Regions from separate parts of the Mus musculus genome. Here all the other regions are linked to region 6. The links are chromatin contacts, called in public ChIA-PET, HiCAR-type, HiChIP or PLAC-seq and promoter capture Hi-C maps. All regions are on one chromosome and are shown on one strand. The core of a region is the stretch at or near the end of the contact, and the rest is flanking DNA. Distances in the headings are between cores, read along the strand shown. Region 1 overlaps Spred2 (sprouty-related EVH1 domain containing 2). Region 2 overlaps Ugp2 (UDP-glucose pyrophosphorylase 2). Region 3 has its middle 22 kb from the start of Mdh1. Region 4 has its middle 87 kb from the start of Gm39602. Region 5 holds the start of Actr2 (ARP2 actin-related protein 2). Region 6 holds the start of Aftph (aftiphilin). Region 7 overlaps Gm12031 (a long non-coding RNA gene).

The links. Promoter capture Hi-C pulls out the DNA fragments that hold promoters and counts their contacts. ChIA-PET counts read pairs in DNA pulled down with a chosen protein or histone mark. HiCAR-type assays count read pairs that join an accessible place to other places. HiChIP or PLAC-seq counts read pairs in DNA pulled down with a chosen protein or histone mark.
Region 1: a contact with region 6 is called in a HiCAR-type map of astrocytes, with 2.5 times the contacts expected there. The contact joins the enhancer-like site here to the promoter of Aftph in region 6. A contact is called at or near these places in 2 of 39 promoter capture datasets (cranial neural crest and hippocampal neurons), 2 of 115 datasets of contacts at active chromatin or transcription factors (astrocytes and memory CD8 T cells) and 1 of 9 other capture datasets (adipose tissue).
Region 2: an RNA polymerase II ChIA-PET map of memory CD8 T cells shows a contact between it and region 6, with 13 read pairs. The contact joins the enhancer-like site here to the promoter of Aftph in region 6. A contact is called at or near these places in 5 of 39 promoter capture datasets (HPC-7-derived erythroid cells, cranial neural crest, embryonic stem cells and 2 more) and 4 of 115 datasets of contacts at active chromatin or transcription factors (the 230-238 cell line, large pre-B cells and memory CD8 T cells).
Region 3: a promoter capture Hi-C map of pre-B cells shows a contact between it and region 6, with 5 times the contacts expected there. The contact joins the enhancer-like site here to the promoter of Aftph in region 6. A contact is called at or near these places in 7 of 39 promoter capture datasets (the C10 cell line, embryonic stem cells, hippocampal neurons and 3 more), 3 of 484 Hi-C or Micro-C datasets (centrocytes, neutrophils and regulatory T cells), 5 of 115 datasets of contacts at active chromatin or transcription factors (bone marrow-derived macrophages, double positive thymocytes, effector CD8 T cells and 2 more) and 2 of 9 other capture datasets (liver and macrophages).
Region 4: a contact with region 6 is called in a promoter capture Hi-C map of hippocampal neurons, with 5 times the contacts expected there. The contact joins the enhancer-like site here to the promoter of Aftph in region 6. A contact is called at or near these places in 3 of 39 promoter capture datasets (the C10 cell line, hippocampal neurons and pre-B cells), 3 of 484 Hi-C or Micro-C datasets (CD4 T cells, the G1E-ER4 cell line and myocytes) and 4 of 115 datasets of contacts at active chromatin or transcription factors (embryonic limb bud, large pre-B cells, pancreatic cancer cells and 1 more).
Region 5: a contact with region 6 is called in an RNA polymerase II ChIA-PET map of memory CD8 T cells, with 77 read pairs. The contact joins the promoter of Actr2 here to the promoter of Aftph in region 6. A contact is called at or near these places in 5 of 39 promoter capture datasets (cranial neural crest, erythroid cells, hippocampal neurons and 2 more), 2 of 484 Hi-C or Micro-C datasets (CD4 T cells and CD8 T cells), 7 of 115 datasets of contacts at active chromatin or transcription factors (the 230-238 cell line, astrocytes, effector CD8 T cells and 3 more) and 2 of 9 other capture datasets (adipose tissue and liver).
Region 7: an H3K4me3 HiChIP or PLAC-seq map of bone marrow-derived macrophages shows a contact between it and region 6, with 5 times the contacts expected there. The contact joins the enhancer-like site here to the promoter of Aftph in region 6. A contact is called at or near these places in 5 of 39 promoter capture datasets (the 3T3-L1 cell line, 3T3-L1-derived adipocytes, hippocampal neurons and 1 more) and 3 of 115 datasets of contacts at active chromatin or transcription factors (astrocytes, bone marrow-derived macrophages and large pre-B cells).

The regions. Positions count from the first base shown.
Region 1 is chr11:19,982,107-19,984,806 of GRCm38.p6, reverse strand. The region is part of intron 1 of Spred2 (sprouty-related EVH1 domain containing 2); the gene reads right to left. Among named protein-coding and RNA genes, the nearest start is that of Gm39603, 53 kb to the left of the region's middle. Within about 2 kb of position 1,311, at least 33 of the 459 cell types and tissues checked have an H3K27ac peak or open chromatin away from gene starts, as enhancers often do. A contact at or near this core is called in astrocytes, where this site is marked.
Region 2 is chr11:21,331,815-21,334,514 of GRCm38.p6, reverse strand. Ugp2 (UDP-glucose pyrophosphorylase 2) reads left to right here. Exons shown (of 10, transcript NM_139297.6): 4 at 705-890; 5 at 1,966-2,099. Among named protein-coding and RNA genes, the nearest start is that of Mir1933, 12 kb to the left of the region's middle. Within about 2 kb of position 1,369, at least 16 of the 459 cell types and tissues checked have an H3K27ac peak or open chromatin away from gene starts, as enhancers often do. A contact at or near this core is called in memory CD8 T cells, where this site is marked.
Region 3 is chr11:21,548,678-21,551,377 of GRCm38.p6, reverse strand. No RefSeq gene overlaps it. Among named protein-coding and RNA genes, the nearest start is that of Mdh1, 22 kb to the left of the region's middle. Within about 2 kb of position 1,382, at least 84 of the 459 cell types and tissues checked have an H3K27ac peak or open chromatin away from gene starts, as enhancers often do. A contact at or near this core is called in bone marrow-derived macrophages, centrocytes, liver and 4 more, where this site is marked.
Region 4 is chr11:19,828,378-19,831,077 of GRCm38.p6, reverse strand. No RefSeq gene overlaps it. Among named protein-coding and RNA genes, the nearest start is that of Gm39602, 87 kb to the right of the region's middle. Within about 2 kb of position 1,282, at least 77 of the 459 cell types and tissues checked have an H3K27ac peak or open chromatin away from gene starts, as enhancers often do. A contact at or near this core is called in hippocampal neurons and pancreatic cancer cells, where this site is marked.
Region 5 is chr11:20,111,551-20,114,250 of GRCm38.p6, reverse strand. It overlaps Actr2 (ARP2 actin-related protein 2), which reads left to right and starts at 1,300. Exons shown (of 9, transcript NM_146243.2): 1 at 1,300-1,446. The coding sequence starts at 1,399.
Region 6 is chr11:20,740,165-20,742,864 of GRCm38.p6, reverse strand. It overlaps Aftph (aftiphilin), which reads left to right and starts at 1,309. Exons shown (of 10, transcript NM_001290545.1): 1 at 1,309-1,559. It overlaps Gm46272 (predicted gene, 46272), which reads right to left and starts at 2,233. Exons shown (of 1, transcript NR_168691.1): 1 at 1-2,233.
Region 7 is chr11:20,167,823-20,170,522 of GRCm38.p6, reverse strand. All of the region lies in intron 3 of Gm12031 (a long non-coding RNA gene), which reads left to right. Among named protein-coding and RNA genes, the nearest start is that of Gm12031, 24 kb to the left of the region's middle. Within about 2 kb of position 1,387, at least 40 of the 459 cell types and tissues checked have an H3K27ac peak or open chromatin away from gene starts, as enhancers often do. A contact at or near this core is called in bone marrow-derived macrophages, where this site is marked.

The DNA of each region.
Region 1 (2,700 bases), core at 62-2,561, 760 kb after region 6:
CCAGCCTGGTCTACAGTGAGTTCCAGGGCTACACAGGGAAACCCTGTGTCTTAAAAAAGAAGGAGGAGGAGGAGGAGAAGTCATTGCACCATCCATTCTATTTATATTATTATCTAAAAGCCATGGAAACAGAGTAGTATGGTGGCTGTCCTGGGCCGGGGAAGAGAGTCAACCACCGTGCCTGGAGTTTCGGTTTTGCAAGGTGAAATGTTCTAGAGATCTAGAATGCACAGAATCAGTGTCACTTTAGCATACACTAAGCAGTTGCTAAAAAATATTGGGGTGAAAAAAACCACTGATTTGTGTGCATGGGGGAGGGGTGTTATGTCACAGTGCAGATGTGGAGGTCAAAGGGCAACCCCCACGAATCCATCCTCAGGCTTAATGACAAGCGTCTTGATTTGCTGAGCCCTCTCACTGGCCCTGTATCCTGGTTTCTGCCACATGAGAAGGGGGTACCTTGAGAAGTAAGGGAGCCACTTGAACTGGGTTCAGGAAGTCTGGGTTGCATGCAGGAACACTCCCAAAGCCTGAAGGAGTGAGCATCACCACTGACAAAAGGTAACAGTCGGCGCATGCGCAGGACCCTCTCCAGGCGCTGCTTCCAATGCTTAAGGCCCGTTACTCTGCTCTTCTGCGTGCAAGGCAGGTCACACACAGCTCAAACCTCTTAAGTACTGGCTTTACTGACAGAAAATGGCGTTTCTTATAATATCATCTCAAAACATCAGACGAGTTAAATAGAACAGTGTACCCCCAAACTCTGAGACAACATTCTAAAAAGAAAAAAAAGGAAGGCTAACTTATCTTTATGGGTAAATCGCATGCATATCACATGTGTGTCCACAAATTCCCTGGCACTGGAGTTACTGAAGGTTGTGAGTCTCCATGTGGGTGCTGGGAACCAAACCTGGGTCATCAGCAAAAGCAGGTGGTGCTCTTAAATACTGAGCCTCTGAACACTGAACAGTCTATATACAATGCAACACACACACACACACACACACACACACACACACACACACACCGGGATATTTTTATGATTAGACCCTTTTTATTTCTTCTGATCTCAGTTTTGAAGATTACTAAAAACAATTACAAGAGTTTTCTAACACTTCCATTTCTTCTCCATGGGAGTTAGCCATGTTTTTAATATTACTCAAGGCAGGAAAAAAAGGGACTGGCTTGATTTCCCCCCCCCTTTGGAACAAGTTCCTGCCAGATTCTGCACACTGCAGCTCTCCGGCGATGTGATGAGAACACATGCCCACCCACAGACACTAACTTTGCTCCTCACCCTCCCTGAGCAGCCTGTGACACATGCTGCTGTGCTCAGCGGATGGAATTCAAGAGCCCCAGTCAAGCAGCAGGGCCCAGGGGGCCAGAGCAATGGCAGGCAGGCAACCGAGGAAGCAAGTGTTTATAAATGAGGAGAGGAAGAGGGGAAGAAAGGGAGGGAGAGAAAAGGGGAGGAGGGAGAGGAGGACAAGAGCAGGGGGGTGGTAGGAAGCACAGAGAGGGGCAGAGAGAGTGTTTCCATTCTTTACAATTGCATGATTTACCTCTTGATTGGAATCTAAATACAGCATCTCACTGAGATTTCTCCCATAATGACCTCAGAAGACAGCAAGAACAGCCGAATCCCAGCACCACTCCCAGAAGGCATAGCGAGGAAGGGTCCACTTACAATCCAAGTCAAAAGCTTTCAAAAGAGAACTGAGGTGCCAGCCTCCTTCTGAAGTATTGGCTTTCTCTATGGTTCTCATGAGCCACAAGGAAATGGTACTTACAACTCAACTCATGTGCATGGCTCCCCTGGCTGCCCCACTTTCAACGCCAAGGCACTCTAGGTGTTAACGCACTGAACTGCCAGCAAGCTAATGCCCAGCAAAAGGAACAGTCCACAGTAGCTAGATAAGAGAGGGCACGTATCCGTTTATACTTCAGAGGGAGGCTTGTGGCTTAAGAAATTTACTCTATGCTTGTCTCTGGCTTCTCTGAGCTAAACAGAAAACCTACAATTTCCAAATAATGACAAAAATTCGTGTGTGCTCCAGACATTGGACAAGTGTGACACAGGCAATGCACGGGTAAAGCCTCTGGTGGGAGCCAGCCATGTTCTCAGCACACACTCTCATACATGTGAACAGCAGGAGCAGGCTGCAGACTCCAGAAACAGGACTCTCAAAAGCACGTGAGTATTTTTAAATGTTGGCAGCTGGTCTATAGTGATTTTAAATTAGCTTGTTTTTATGAAATAGTTACTGAATTCATATAGCTGTAATAGATCCTAAAAAGAGGAGTCTTCCAAACAGCTAAAAACTGGGAAGCTGTCTGTTCCACTAAGATACCATGGACACTATGGTCTCTTAGGATGAATGAACTCCATGACTGACACCTCCCAAGACACAGAGCGGAAAAGCACGTCTTTTGTCTACGGTTACGTCACTTGGCTGGGTTCAGAAAGCGTGGTTATCAAAACCACCATCAGCTGGATTTTGGAGTAGAGCATTCTTTCAGCAACCAAAGTTAAAAGAGGGCTGGGCCTGGGTCCAAGTGCATACACATGTGAGTGCCTAGCCCATGCCTCGCACATCAAAGGCCTCAAGTTCAATCAATATCCACTGACTACTTCTAAGCTGAAGAATAAGACCTTTAGTAGCAGTGGTAGAAGAGAAAGAACTCTAAAGACTATCTATG
Region 2 (2,700 bases), core at 120-2,619, 590 kb before region 6:
TGGGTCTTTCCTATAAATGTCATCGTTTCTGTGCTTAAAGGACAAATTCAGGACTAGGGCACTCTGCTCACAGACTTAGGGTGCTAGACAGGAGGTAGGGTTGGCTTCCCCAGCTCCAGCCTTCACACTGCTCCCTTCTCAGGGCGTTTCTTAGAACGAGGATGTATAATTTTCCAGTGCAAGGTTTTATAAAATGACACCCTACACTTACGTTTTTGAGGAAGGAGCTGTGCTGTGCATACCTAGAATTGTGACTGCAAGCCTGTGCCGCTTGCCTCTCAAGGGTCATCTTACAACTGAAGACGACAAACACAAGTGCATGTTGCTTTTTGCCTCCCATGTAGGAGAAATAATGTATAATTAATATATATTATTCTCCAGAATTGAAGTAGAATATAATGCACCTGAACTACGTAGACTTGACCAAGTTGATATTTTGATTAAAATTGGAAATAGTTTCTTAAGGTAATTCAAGATTTAGACATTCATACCAGTCAGACCAGTGTTTGTGCACTGTACTTCCACTGTAGTTAAGTAGCCACTGAGCTACAACTCTGCAAGGGAAGCTGCCTGTGTGGACTTGTTGGGACTTTATATTTGAGAGACCAAAAGTTTTAAGGGATCATAGACGTAACCTTGAGATTGATTTGCTTTATCTTGCAAAGCTATGAAGTTGCCATCTCTAATTTAATATTTTCTTTCAGATTCAACCCTATGAAAAGATAAAAGCCAGAGGCTTGCCTGATAACATATCTTCTGTGTTGAACAAGTTGGTGGTAGTGAAACTCAATGGTGGTTTGGGAACCAGCATGGGCTGCAAAGGCCCTAAAAGTCTGATTGGTGTAAGAAATGAGAACACCTTTTTGGATCTAACTGTTCAGCAAATTGAAGTGAGTAGCATGTAACCTTTCACATAAGATACGAAAGTAGATTTAGTGTTTACATTATAAAGTGCTAGTGCTAGTTAACAGATTGCGATTTTGTTTCCGTGTTAGTGTGTGGGGTTGGGACACTGTAAGGACGTATTCTTAAGATGCAGAAGCTCAGCCCTCTGTAAATACTTTGTACTGCAGCCTTCCTGACCCTGCGCTTTTCTGGCTTAATCCGTTTTGAGAGGCTGTAGAGGGTGTTCTCATCCTCGTCTGGTTGGACGGCATGGATGCTAAGAACTGTTCTTGGCTTCCTTCTTTGACAAAGTTATCAATTGTCGACCTCATGGGACAGAGGTCCCATGTCTTTTGCATGTCTTCTTCCTTTGCCTGATGTGGTGCTGACAGCTACCAATCATAATAGCAGCAGTGGCAGCTAACATGTATCCAGCATTTACTGTGTACCAGGTTTTCTAAGTGCCTTCCCCAAAATGACTCATTTGTTCCTCTCAGCAATTCACAAGTACTGCTCTCCCCATTTTATGCATGAGGATGGGCAATAAGCTCTAAGTAATAAAGTAAAACCAAAACTGAAAGCTAAGCGCCATCTTCTCCGACTTATTGCCTTAGCTCTTTTGAGAAACTGAGAAGATTGAAGTGCTACTGCTGAGTTTGAAATGCCTGAGAAGAGGAAACCGTGACTTTGTAACTTTGTATCCTCATCTCCACAGAGCTGGAAGACAAGAGCAGATGCATAGCCAGCACTTGTCTACCTTTAGGCCATAGAGGACTGCTGACTACATGCTCAGCTCCAGTAGGGATTGCCCTGGGCAACTGAATCTGCGCCTCAGCTAAGTTAGCCATGAAATGAAGACAGTGGCTCTCTTTCAAAGGGTCATGGTTTACCGAATGAGTTCATGATAAATTGCTTAGCTACATAGCCATGTAAAATGTATGTATATATATGTAAATATAAATCCAGAGAGCACTAGAGGTCAGGTTTTAAACGTTTTATGATTAACCATTCAAGAGTGGTTTTATGTATTAAGTCAGAGAATGTGAGTCTGGATGACCTGATTGTCGTTCTCCTCTTTAGCATTTGAACAAAACCTATAATACAGATGTTCCTCTCGTTTTAATGAATTCTTTTAACACGGATGAAGATACCAAAAAAATACTCCAGAAGTACAATCACTGTCGTGTGAAAATCTACACCTTCAATCAAAGCAGGTACCAGAAATAAAAATAATTAGCTGGTGGGATTGTGGCTCCACGGAGTTCCATTCTTTGGTGCAAACATGGTTCCTCATTGCAGCCCAAGGTCAAGTCATGCAAGAACTGATGTCCTTAAAGCTAAATACAGGCTTATCAATAGGTGATGGTTATAAACTTTGGTTTTATAATTTCTACTCCTCAGAGAATCTGCTTGAGATCTTATTCTAAGTCCCAAATATTTCAGGACAGTTTATAAAAAGCCTTTGCATGTTAAGGTCTCTGGTTAGGTAGATGACTTCCTGCAAACCACAGTACTGAAAGCCTTTCCTATGGGAGGAAGGTTCTTCACCCTGAATAGATAGCTCTGTGGAAATTAAGTAAGCTTTGGAGAGAAGCATCTACTCTGGGGTGGGTGGGGGGTAGTGAGTAGAAAGGAATTCGGGTGACTTGGGGAACAGGCTTTCTATTTAGGGGTAGACAGCAGCCTACAGAAACTTTTTGGAAATTGTTGGAAATGGTATATCTAAAGTTGGATCATTAGTTTGTTGGTATTTTAAAATTTGCCCCCACTCCAGCATCATAGTGTTTGTTGCCTGACTCCTAGAAGGCTGTCTGT
Region 3 (2,700 bases), core at 133-2,632, 810 kb before region 6:
GCGGTCAGAATAAAAACTCAGCCAGCGTGGAGTGGAGGGGAGATGCAGGAAGGCTTTGTGTGAAGGCTTTGTTTCCTGGGGATACTGTATCTTTGAACTTAATAGCTTAAGGGTAGGAGGATGCAATCTACACCTCATATAAATGCGTTTTATTGTATCCTCCCAATGCAGACAATGCAATTGAGCATGGTTACAAGTTATTAAGAATTTAACTGCCCAGATGCCTTTTCCCCTCTTTCTGAATCTATTTACTGCCATTGTCAAATGTTGATTATATTCTGTCTCCATATCTTAGATGGCGATCACAAGAGACACTGAAACCGTTTTTTCATTCAATACCCTTGAGGTCCAGTTGGCACAATTCCATATTCCCTTGGCTCACTTTGAAGAATGGGTACTGTGGCCCTTTCAAAATGTGTTACCCTTGAATTTTTACTTAAAATAGAGATAATCGTTTGTTTTAAATTGACTATAAGTTTTATGGTGTATATGCCTATTTTGTCCCGACCCATGTTAAAAATGTAAAATTAAGCACAACCGCTACCCAGTTACCCAGAATGCATCACTTTACTCTCTGAACCTTTCATTTTGTGGTACTGCTCCCTTCCCCCGACTTATGTTAGTCAGCAGGCCATTTTAGAAGGAAAGCACCCCCCACAATAATGGCTAGAGAAGACTTAAGCTTGCATCAGTATGCTGGATCATGGGTAACCCAGATAATATGAGAAAATTACTCGATCAGCATCCTCTTAACAGATCCTAATAGAGGGACTTTCAAGGCTCGGTCTCCTCCTCCCCTTCCTTCTCAGCAATCCGTCACACCCTTATGCTGCCATCATCTTTACAAAGCTCAATCCTGCTCAATGGGAGAAAAACTCGCATGGGACCTTCTGGCACATGTAATTGACCTACCCTTGGTCACATGCTGCTGTGTAGCAATACCCCCACTCTGAAGCTAACTGCTGGTGTTATTTCTTACATGATCTATGTCATACTTACTCAATTGTGACCAGCAGAGCAGTCAGGGCTATCTATAGCTCGTGCGCTCTCAATGCCTGACATAATGCTTTATGTCTGCTGAGGTTCTAGAATATTGATTTTATTTGAAAAGCATGGAAGTCCAGAGATAGTCAAATAGTACATTGTCTGACTGTTTCCAAAAAGAAAGGCTTCCTTGTGTTGGCTTTAATGAGCTGATTTTGTTTTCTACAGTGCTAATCTCAAAGTCTAGAACTCTTTGGTTTTCAACAGCAGTCCAGGCAAATGCCCTTTAGTTCAAAGTACAATGCTCATTTATCTTTAAACTTTTCTCAAGACTGTCATGACCTGGAGTTATGATAGTTAAGGTTTAACTAGTGACCTTTACTTTCTGGCCAGTGATTCAGCTAGAAAGACGCAAACTTTTAAGAAATACTGAAACTGAAACTGGTCGTGGCTGACTCTGTACACCCTGATAAGAGCTTCTCGGCCCACTGAGTAAGGCAGAGACCGACTAAGTCATGGCATAACAAAGAGTGCTGATGTTTACTTTCCAAGGAAGAAAAAAAAAATGGTATTTCCACTTTTTAACTTTCAAAAAAGAATTGCACATAATTATATTTAAAAAGAGATTACAGTGATATTGAGAATTATATCATAATCTAGCGTGATATGTTAGCTCCTGTTGCTATAAAAAAATACCTGAGATGATACACTGTATAAACAGTGTATTTTGGCTTACAGGTGCAGAGTATTTACAATCCATGATTAGTTGGTGTCATTGTTCTAGGCTATAATATACACATATATAGACACACATAAATACATACACATATATAAATAACAACTCTTTAAAAATAAAGTACAGGGCTGGAAAGATGGCTTAGGAATTAAGATCACGTGTTCTTGTAGAGAACCCTAGATCAATTCCCAGCACCCACATGGCAGCTCACAACTGTCCATAACTCCAATTTCAAGGACACTGATGGCCTCTTCGGACCCTCATGGGCACCAGGCACACATGTGATACACAAACATACATATAGGAAGACACTCAAACATAAAGTGAAACAAATAAATCTTTTAAAATGTTAACAACAACCAAGTGCCCATATCCATTCAGGGCCACAGGAAATGAGCAAGCACAACACTAGTGGAGGAGTATGAACGTTGCTATGGAAACTAACTAAAAAAAACAGAGCACTGTGAACTGCTAGGCCAAAATACAAAACTAATTATTTCAACAGAGAGTCAGAAATCATACAAAAACAGTAGAAATTTCTGTCCTTGAGCCCATTTATGTGAAGTGTTATATTTATTTATTGATGTGAGTTTTTACCCATGTACATTCCTGGAATTAGACCGACCTGATCATGGTAAAAGCTCTTTTTCAAGTTATCCTGAATTGGGTTTGCAAGTATTTTATTGAGAAATTTGCATTTATTTTCACTAAGGAACATGTATATTTCAGTGAGTTGTTGAACATTTGGTTGTGTGGCTATTTCCACAATCATGACACATCATCTCATGGCCTTTTCCATCAATTTCATTAGCCACCAACATAATTTCTGTCCATACAGTTTGTCCTTTCCAGAATTTTGTGTGGCTGACATTAAAAATACTGCCTTTCAGAATCTGGCTCCTTTTACCAGCAAAATGTTCTCGAGGTTCATCCATTGCATAGCAATGTAAATATTTCATTTATTTTTAATTGTTGAATTT
Region 4 (2,700 bases), core at 33-2,532, 910 kb after region 6:
CCACTACCAACCCCTCCCCCAACCCCCACAACAGAAAACCAAGACGGCAAAGATCTGAAAGTCTTTTCATGTTTGCCAAATTTCTATTGTGTTAAAACAAGTTGCCAAAGATTCCAGGGTTCTCCAGAATTTCTGTTCACCAGAGTTCCGAAAATACTGGATTATTAGTTTGAGCTCAGCTACTTCGCCTGTTTGGTAGCCAGCGCTATAAGCAGAGGCACAAACAGGCGCGCTGGCTCCCTCTCGTGGACAGCATGGAGAAGACACGAGAAGAAAAGGGTGTAGAATCCCAAAGCAGTGTTTCACTGAAATAGACCCAAGCGATGTGGTCTGTAAACCAGCGTCTGAGGAAGTGTTGCATTTTGCTGGATAAGGTAAAAAGGACGGTCCACTGGAGGGGGGTTGTAAGACTTATAAACGGAATGTGCAGGTAGTGAACCAACAAGCGTCAGCCACTTGTTCAGCTCAACCGCAGTAAATGTTCCTGTGAGGGGAAATTCCCAAAACCAAACCCCATAGGGATCTTTCTCCTCCCTCTGTCGTCTCACAATTGGGAGACGCAAAGGGGATGCCAGAGTTCCCTCCGACCAGGGATCCCCAGTATAGCTTGGTCCCACCTTAGCATCATGGGGCTGCCTGGGCAGGAGCATGGGACCCCATGTCTCTAGCTCATTTCCTGTCAGGTGTTCTACTTAAGCCATCCAGCAGCCCTAGAGGGCTTCCAGGCCTCTCTGCCAAATCGAAGAGACTGTGTGCTCAGGGAGATTGGTTGAGGTCTCAGGCTTTTTCTCTCAAAAGGCCCGTGGGGGCGTGAGGTGGGGGAGGTGTTCTTGCTCACCTGTCTGACATTCTCTTTTGTGGTCTCTAGGTTGTTTTTGTCTTAGTTTTCTTTCAATACTTGGCCTCTTGTAGTCCAGGGTAGTCTCAACCTAGGTAGGCAGTAGAAGATGCCCCTCCCTCCTTCCTGCCTGCCTGCTGGGGTTACAGGTTCCTGCTCTTTTGTTTAGATGGTAAAGAGGCAGAAATATTTCTAAGTACTAGGACAGCTCATGATAGTGGCACTCACGAGTACCCAAGATCCATCTGCCTCCCGACTTAGTGTGGAGGTCACTTACTCCAGAAAGACCCCCGTTGAGTCCCCCAGGCACCATGAGGCAATTCTGTCATGATTCTGTGGGAGAGGAGGCATTCTAGAGGAAGTGATAATGTGAACAAGCTGAGCTCTCTGGTTAGCTGCCGGCAGCTGCCTGTGAGGATGATCTGTCCTCTCAGCTCCCTGCTGAGACAGGGCCCTGCCTCCCTGCTTTGGGTGTGTCAGCCCAGAATGCCTTCCAGGGGCTGTAGGGGCCTTCCCCAGCTTCTCCCTGCCTAAATGCCACTGCGGTGCTGTGCCTGCAAGCCTCCAGCTGAGGAACGAGCTCCTTTGGGGTGGGTGGATGCCAGGGCTGGATCATGTGCAGGCAGGCAGAGAGGCGCATGGATGCAGGAGAGAAGGAGGTGGCTGATAATGGGCAGTGGGCAGGGGAATGGGGAATGAGGAGGTGTGGGAGAGGCCTGATGACCCGCAGTCAGGTTTAGCCAGGTGGAGGAAGAGGGCCTGCTGGGGAAGGACTTTGAAGGAGTAGATACCTGGAGGTCAACTCTGCAGCCTAGCCTGCGGCCACTTGGAGTCACTTCTTACCACTTCATTGGCTGACCAGAGCTCCAGGCCTCCAGGCAGCAGCTGTGTCGTGGGTCCCCTGCTTGACCCTAGGGTTTCAGGGAAAGCTTCCCATAATGAAATTCTGGGCTGAGTTTCAAGAATGAGAAAGGATGTTCCAGGGAAATAGAGCACCCTACTTAGATGTGGGCAGGAAGGACCCTGCCTGTGTGCTAGGCTGCGGAGGGCATGCCACGCCTCTGGGATGTGAAGTCTGCAGAACTGTGAGTGGGCACATTCCAGCCCAGCTACCCGTCGGGGAGCCCTGGAAGCTTGAGGGTTGGTGCTTGGAGTGAGGAAGGACAATAGTCGCAAATGTCACGTGGTCATCGAAGAGGCCCAGAGTGTCCAGAGCCCTGCAGTTCCTAACATTACAAGGGACATCCTGTGCCAGCAATTTCAGTGGATAGTGAGGCAGGCCCCCAGGGGTCAGTGGAGACAGGAGGTCAGAAGGAGGAAGCAGAGAGCAAAGACAACCAAGACGAGATCAACTCTCAACAATGGGCTAACAGGATTAAAACAAAACAAAACAAAACAAAACAAAACAAAACAAAACAAAACAAAACAAAACAAAACAAAACACCAGAAACAAAACAAACAAAACCTCAGTGGAGAAGGAGGACCAGAGGCAGAGGGGGCTGTGTCAGCTCTCTGATGTATTTAATGGAATTATGAAGTGTATGTGTTTAAAGAAAGCAAATGATGTAGTAAGTGATGTTCAGATGAAAACCAAACTTTAGAGCAAAGTGGGAAGTCAGGAAGAGGGCCAATGGTGGTCACAGCCAGCCAAGGCCCACTACTCTAGGGTCAGAGAGGATGTGGAGTGACAAGGCAGGCAGGCTCCCTGTCCATTTCCTGGTGGGACTAGAGGTAAGGGCAGAGAGCGAGGATGATGGAGGTAAGGAAGGAGAGAGGTCAGTGGGCAAGAGGGTCCACCAGCTCATGATGCCAGTGGCGGAGAAGTTCACTAGGTGGTACAGGTCTGGGCGAGGCCAGAAATG
Region 5 (2,700 bases), core at 51-2,550, 630 kb after region 6:
AGGACAGCCAGGGCTATACAGAGAAACCCTGTCTCGAAAAACAAAAAAAAACCAACCAAACAAACAAAAGCAAACAAACAAAAAAGAATAAGTTTCTGTTTCTTAGGTCTGATGTAAACTGCAAAACAAGTTTTCAGCCTAGCTAAACTTGGGATTCACATGACATATACTCTGACCCTTGACTCTTCCCTTTCACTGTATCTAACAATTCGCTCACATCTCGCCCATAAAACGGACCTCAAGCGACCGGCAGCGGTGAGACAGGTGGTTGGCCAGTCCTGGTGTACCCCAAAATTGCTCCAATTGGACAATCATGGATTTGGTCTTTTTAACTTAATATTCTTAGTTTTAACACAAGGATAGACAATGCGACCCTGTCTCAGAAAACAAAACTAAACTAAAATTAAAGGAAAGAGTTTTGTTCTTTGTTTTCGAGAAAGGGTTTCTTTGTTGTAGCCTTGGCTGTCTTAGAACTAGCTCTGTAAATAGACCAGGCTGGCCAGGAATTCACAGAAATCCAACTGCCTCTACTTGTGTGCTGGGATTGAAAGCAAGTTCACCACTATGCGCTAAGTGAAAGCATTATCTTTCTTTTTTGACAGGGTTTCACTTTATAGCTCTGGCTGACCTGAAACTTGCTATGTAGACCAGGCTGGCCTCCAACTTAGAAATCCGTCTGCTTCTGCCTCCCAAGTGCTGGGATTAAAGGCGAACGCCAACAGTGCCCGGGTGCATATTCAATTTCTTAAAGAGGTGCGTGTAACACTTGTCCCTGTTTCCAAGGGAGGTTACAGAGGACCTCAATTTTAAAGTCTGCATTTGGCAACATGGTGAGTTCCTGTTTGAGAAAATCAAAGAGGGAAGTGGTGAAGCAGAAAGAAACGAAAGCATCCCGCCAGGCTCCTAGGGCTGCATGCAACTGGAGGTGTGGAATAAACCGGAGGTTTGAAACTTGTAGGTGTATCCACCCAGGCCTAGGAGCAATGACACATCATGCCTCGGGACCTCCAGGTGGCTTTCGGTCTTCCTAGCCGGCTGCTCCACCCTTCTCCACTGCCGTCCCGCCACACACCCTCCGGCCTTCACCTGCCTGCCTCCTGTACAGCCGGCCCGGCCGCGCCCTAGGTCCCGAGACAACTTGGTCAGAGCCGCCGCCCCACCAGCCAAGCGCAGCCCCGGAAGCAGAACGAGGCGAGAGGGCGCGCCCGGGTCCGCGCCGGACAGCTCTCATTGGCCTTCTCGGCTGCCAGTCCCCGCTCTTCTTTTCTCTCTCTGCACCGCCCTCTTGGAACGGCTGCCGGGCGGGGACTTCCGGTTTGGGCGGAGCGGCGGGCCGAGGGCGGGGCCGTGTGGAGGAGGAAGCAGGCCAGGCCGGGCGGCGGCTCACCAGGACGAACCATGGACAGCCAGGGCAGGAAGGTGGTGGTGTGCGACAACGGCACTGGGGTAAGGCCCGGCGGGGCGGCCGCGTGTGTGTGCGGGGTGCGCGCGGGCCCCTCGGCTGCGCGGCTGGGCTTCGGGGGCGCGGGCAGGCGCGCGGGCGGGCGAGCTCTCGGGGGGCGCCGGCCGGCCCGGAGCCGGTGGCCCGGAGCTAGGCTACCCGCGCTGCACCCGAAGGCGGCGGAACCTGTCCCCGCGCGCTCGCAAGCATCCGCCGGCGTGCCGAGAGATGGGTCTAGACGGTGAGAGGCCCTGTCCCTCGGTGGCGAGGAGGTCTCCATTTCCGAGGCTCGCCTGTGTTCGTCCATACAAGACCTAGCGGCCTTCCTCTTCCTGTGTAGCGAAAGATGCCGAATGCGAGGCAGGAAACGGGTTCCGCAGAGAAAAGAGGAAGTGCTGTCAGGCCCCGGGCCGCGGCTGGAGTCTGCCCCGGGAGAGCGTGTGGGCTGTCCTTGTCGTCTGTGGTTTTGAGAGAGGGGGATGGTCAGCAGCTCCTGCTTCACCTCTTGCTTTGCATGCCGCCCTATTATAGACCTAGGACCTCTCAAGTAAATTCTAGTGGGAAGTTGGATCATTTCTGGTTCCTCCTCTGCTTCATTTTTTTTTTCTGTTAAGTACAGGATAGACACGTTAGTCTTGAAGATGCTAAAAATGTCAAAATAAGCCTAAAGTTCTGATTCAGAAAACTCGTTGCAACTGGTTTCTTTCTATCCCCAGTTAAAAGGGTGGAGCATCAAAGTTCCAGTTTTGAAGATGCAACTGTTTCTGACTCCTTTAGCGATTTGCAACATTTTGTGACTTTTCTCCTCTCTGCCACAGAGACGACACACAAATTAAAATAGATTTTACTTGAATTACACCTTTGAAGCCAGATTGTTGAAAGGGGAAGGAGCTGGTATTCACTGCCATTATAGTGCCCTTGGTTGAATTTGTTACAAACTTTGACAATTATTGTACTAGCTTCATTTAAGCTAAATCTGGGCTAGAATAGGATAGGTAACAATACAAAGGGACATCCATACCACTGCTGTGGTAACAGCCCTAAGATTCAGTAACTTAAAGGTTTTTAAGCAACCCCATTTATGTGCTCATTAGAGATATTTATATTTGCAGACTTCATGAAGGGATACATAAAATGCATCTCATTTTTTGAGATAAAGGATAAAGCAGTGAGGGAAATGGTACAATTTTATAAAGCTTCTAAATTATCAGGAAAAAGGTTTTTAAAGCAAAGCCTGTATTGTTACACTATATTTAAGC
Region 6 (2,700 bases), core at 60-2,559:
TTTTACAGTGACATACTTTTTTTTTTTAATTTGCACACGAGCTACACCAGCAGGGGGCGAAATACAAAAGGAATAAATTTGACAAGCCATATAGATTTTTCTCACTTCAGTGACTGGCCAATAACAAAAATATTCAGCATAACCACAAAGCAGCAATGCAGTCTCTGTTATCTTGCAATGACTGAATTGTGAGGAGACAAATGAGGGTCTATTTTAGTTCTTCAAGTTAATTTGTCTAGAACATTGCAGAGGCAGGATAAACCATGATGAATTGCTATTGTCCTTATCTTTTTCAACGTGTGTAATTCCTCCAGTCAAAGGGCTAGACAGTTCTCTGAGATGACGGGTGTTTTCAGTCCTTGTTCCTTTCGGTTACTGCTGAGCTTTGCGGTTTGGGAACTATTTTAAATAATTCAGCGTGGGCAGAAAGAGAACCCGGCAGGGCTCAGGGTTTGTAGGGTAGAGTCCAGGGTTCACCGTCTGAGACAGGAATAAAAATCCTGCAGCTTTGTCTGAGTTTTACAGTGGAATGGTTTCTAACAGAGTCATAATAAAGGACGGGGAGATGTTATTAAAAAAAGACCAATTGCTCAGGAACCGATGGAAACAAAAACCTCTTATGACCTCTATTGTATAGAATCGCTCAAATGCACAAGTTGATTGGAAAGATGTATGAAAATGATCATCTTCTCCAAACACCAACACAATTCTGGACTGATTTTTGTAGAAGACCATTTGTTAGTTTGCCTGCTGACTTCTCGTCTTAAGTAGGACAATCACTTCTCGTTTGTTAAATAACAGCTTCCTCTTTTGTTGGCTTACATAAAAAGGGAAGGGAATGAAAGTCTTTTATTCCGGGCAAAAAGGACAAGCTGCTGAATGTTGTCCAGCCGGTTTTTCAGCAGAGATCTGGTTCCGTATTTCCATACGTCTGCAGTTTTATTCCAAGGCGGAACTTAACCCTCTCCCCGGCTCATCGGGAAAGTACTGGGCGGAGAGAAGCTCAGGTCTGTGGCCCGGAGCGCTGCCTCAGAGGGTCGGGAGGGGAGGGAGGACGTCCCCAGCCCACACTTCAGTGAGTACGGAAAAAAGACCGTTTGCCCGCAACCAAAATGGCGAACGTCGTTCCACACGACGGCGCCTGCGCAGAAGTAAGAAGTCTGTGACACTAATTCCCCTGGAGTGTCCTCCCCCACCCCGGCACCCACCAGCGCCCGGCCCCGACCTAGCCACCTGCGCCCGGAAGTGACGTATGGACAGCAGCGGTTCCCCGCTGCATGATGGGAGAGTGTGTGGAGTGGGCGGGGGTCTCCGCGGAGGAGGAGGAGGCGGAGGCGGCGGCGGCGGCGGAAGAGGGCGGAGGGTAGTGGGATGGGGGTCCCGCGGCAGCGCTGAAACTCCGGGTGGGCGTCCATGGCGCCGCGCCGCTGACAGGGCTGGGAACAGCTCCCCTTCCGCCCTCACCAGCTCAGCGTCCGAGTAACCGGTCCTTCCCCGGGGAGCCAGTTCCTCCCCGGGCCGCCGAGCCATGCCCATCGCGGCCGCCCGGGACGAGCCAGGTGAGTGCTGCCGCCGCGCTCCCGGGGTGCGGAGGACCCGGCCCGGCTAGTCGCCCCGGCCTGGAGCGCCTGCCCGCGTCGGCCCGCGTGCGGGCCTGCGAGCTCCGGCGCGGGCTCTGCTCTTCTCCGCGGGTGCGGAACGCCGCTGGCAGCGCCCGAAGCCGAGTGGCACGGCGCTCGGCATCCCAGGCTCGGCCGAGGAGAGCCAGCCGTGCCCTCCCGGCCGCCGTGGCCCGCCCTGCCTCTCGCCGTCCACCCGCCCCGAGCTGCGCGCCGGGGTTCCCTCCCGGCCGCTGTGTAGAAGTTTGGGGCTCCGCTCCGGCGTCCTCCTGCTCCCACCTCCCTCGTGACAGGTGTAAACACTGTCTGCCTCGCGGAGGCCCGAGGCCGGCTGCTGCAGGACTGTGCCGCCTCGAAGGGTCTCTGAATGCTCCAACGGACAGAGACGGCCCAGAGCTGTGTCCCTTGCGGAGAGGACCTTTTAGGCACTCCTCAGGAAATTATCTGTGTCTTCTCCCTCCTTGCGTCCGAAAGTTGAGCCATTATTCTTTAAGCTCCCGACGTGGCAGGTGCTGCCGGGGACAGAGGGTGAACGGTGGTGGGTTCTTTTTCCCTTTGGAAACGGAGACTAGTTGTGCTTCCTACCGCCCCCACCTTGTTGGTTTATTCAAGTTATAGCGTGATGTCCCTCTGAATCTGAATCTGTTGCGGTTGAGGAAAGAACTGACTCATACATGTAAATATTAACGGGGAGGGGGCAGGGAGCGTCAAAGGAGCGTTGGTTCTGTTTCAGAGTTCTTACTAAAAGAAGTAAAACTTTACTCAAACTTCAGGGCATAAATATCTTTCACGAGGTGTTTTTTTTGCGGGGGGGGGATAGTGGTGGGGATAGGAACTTTGGAAAGGTTCAAATCAGATTTTACATTTGTTGAACTATTAGAGAAATATATACTAAACTCTAGGGGGAACTCTGCTTCAACTCTAATGCGTTGATATAAGCAGCCTAGTTTACCATATTTTATAAGTTTCTAAACGTTGGCATTTGTAGGGATCATTTTTAACACTCTCCAGAAGTGTATTTGTTAAAACAAAGTACCTATGGTAGCCATATACATGGATATCTCTCACACGAATAGCAAGT
Region 7 (2,700 bases), core at 138-2,637, 570 kb after region 6:
AGACTGAGTGTGCAAGCCTCAAGTGTGCAGGTCTGTGAGAGTACAAGTGTGAAAGCGCATGAGTGTGCAGGCATGTGACTGAGCACTAAGAGGCCAGACATGCACATCTGGAATCCTCTAGTGTTCTCTCTTTACTCTGCTGCCTTGAGCCTGCCTGTTCCATGCTTTTTTCTCCTACACTATAATAAAACTGTCTTTGCCAGGCAGTGGTGGCACACGCCTTTAATCCCAGCACTTGGGAGGCAGAGGCAGGTAGATTTCTGAGTTCAAGGCTCGCCTGGTCTACAGAGTGAGTTCCAGGACAGCCAGGGCTATACAGAGAAACCCTGTCTCGAAAAACAAAACAAGAAAAAAAGCTGTCTTTAAGCTTTCTTTTGAGTCAGTTGTTAAATTATTTTATTAAAATTAATAATAAAAACTATGAGCCCTATTTTCCTCTGGTAACCTGGTTCATAATGTAGGGCTCCCCAGAGTTTCCAGTAACATCTCCTGTTGGTATTAGGACCTCTGAAACCCTTGAGGGACCTGCAGAACTGTTGCCAAGGCAACAGTGACCATATTCCCAGTATCCACTTGGCTCACCTCCTACCTTAATTCATCACCCATATATAAAGAAAGGGCCCTAGGCTGGTGAGATGGCTCAGTGGATAAGAGCACCAGACTGCTCTTCCAAAGGTCCTGAGTTCAAATCCCAGCAACCACATGGTGGCTCACAACCATCCATAATGAGATCTGACTCTCTCTACTAGAGTGTCTGAAGACAGCTACAGTGTACTTACATATAATAAATAAATAAATCTTATTAAAAAAAAAAAGAAAAGAAAAAAGAAAGGGCCCCAGATCTCTTTCTCTCTTTCCCCCTTCTCTTTCTGCCTCCACCTTGCCCCTCTCTCTCTTCCAATAAACCTCATGTGGAACTATTTGGCCTGGTGTTGTCCTTCTGAAGTCCTGTGATGTTCAAGATCACAACACCTCCACTTCCCAAGTACTGAGATTATAGGCCTTTAACACCAAAGCTGGCTGGATTAGGCCTTTAAAAAAATCTGTTGACAAGTTCAAAAATGTACACAATGCATCTTGATTATAACCACCTCCCATTCCCTCGGGGTCATCCAACATATTCCTTCCCAACTTTTAACGTTTTCTCTTTCAAGTCCAGTGCCCACATACACATTGGTGTGGGGTCACCCCTTGGAGTGTGAGCAACCTACAAATGGCCATCCCGACCCCTGCCGCTAGACAACGGAAAAGGAGAGGATTCTGACTTTAATCCATCCAGATTCTCGTAAATTCTACCGCATTCTTTCAAGTGCAGGAAGTGGCGAGTGAAATCGCAGAGTTGACATGAGGTCTGCAAATTGCAACATACAAGGAGAAAAAAAAAGAGAAGCGAGACACCATCCCTCGCAGAAGAGGCTCTTCACCAGCTAGTGAAAAACCAGAGCTGAGCTGGTCAGTGGTGTGAAGTCTTTATCCCAGCACTTGGGAGACAGCGGCAGGATCTCTGAGTTTCAGGCCAGCCTGGTCTATAGAGCGAGTACAGGACAGCCAGGGCTACACAGAGAAACCCTATCTTGGAAAACAACAACAACAACAAAAATACAAAAATTAATTTAAAAAAAAGAAGAAAGAAGCTGGAATGAAGAAAAAGTACAGTGTGGATTTACTAGGAATCCCATGTCTAATTTGTGGTTCACCTTTTCCTTTAGACTTAGCGAGCAGCTTCTACAGGGGCACAATAAGTATGTAAATCAGTAAACATCACTGACACACACAGCACTCCAGTATGAATTTTGTATTTTAAACAAGTTTTGGAGCCTGGTAGGGTGTCACATGCCAGTGTCTAGCACCCAGGAGGAGACATTCAGAGGCAGGAGGATTCCCACAAATTCAAGGCCACTGTAGTCTATGCAGTAGTATCTTTCTTCTTTGTTTTGTTTTGTTTTTGTTTGTGTTTTCAAGACAAGGTCTCACTATGTAGCCCTGGCTGTCCTAGAACTCACTGTGTAGACCAGACTGGCCTAGAACTCACAGAGATCCACCTGACTCAGCTTTCAGTGTGCTGGGATCAAAGGCATGTACCACTTTACCTGGCTGTGTGTGTAACAATTTCTAACTAAGTCACTCTGGGCTGCAAGGTGAGACCATGCCTCAAAAAAAGTATGTTTTGTTTTTTGATTAAGTTCAATTTATGGTCTGTCACATTCAAATCATAGGATTGGACTAGCAGTCAGCTGACAGAGTGCTTACCCTGCATGCATAAAGTCCTGACTTCCACTCCCAGCACTGCTTAAACCAAGCAAGGTAGTGCAGCCCTAGAATCCCAGCCTTCACAAAGGGGAGGCAGAGAAGTAAGAAGTCAAGGCCATCATCTGATATATAATGAGTTTAAAGCACTATGGGAGTCATGAGGCTGTCTTAAAACACTCCTGTATAAGGAAATTGGGTAGTGTGTTAGAAGCTGGTAGGGACATTCTGGAGAAAGAGAAAGGTTAGGAGGAGCAATACATGCAGAAAGTTGCAGTCTTAAGGGTAGGCTTTATTGAGTCCTAACTTGAGACTTGAAGCCAAGCACAGAGACACATACTGGTGTCTGTCTTTGCTGGAGGCAGGAGAATCACTTGAGCACAGGAGTTTAGGATCAGCTGAGGGAACCTAGCAAGCCCCCCATCTCAAAAATAAATAATAGGGCCCGAGAGA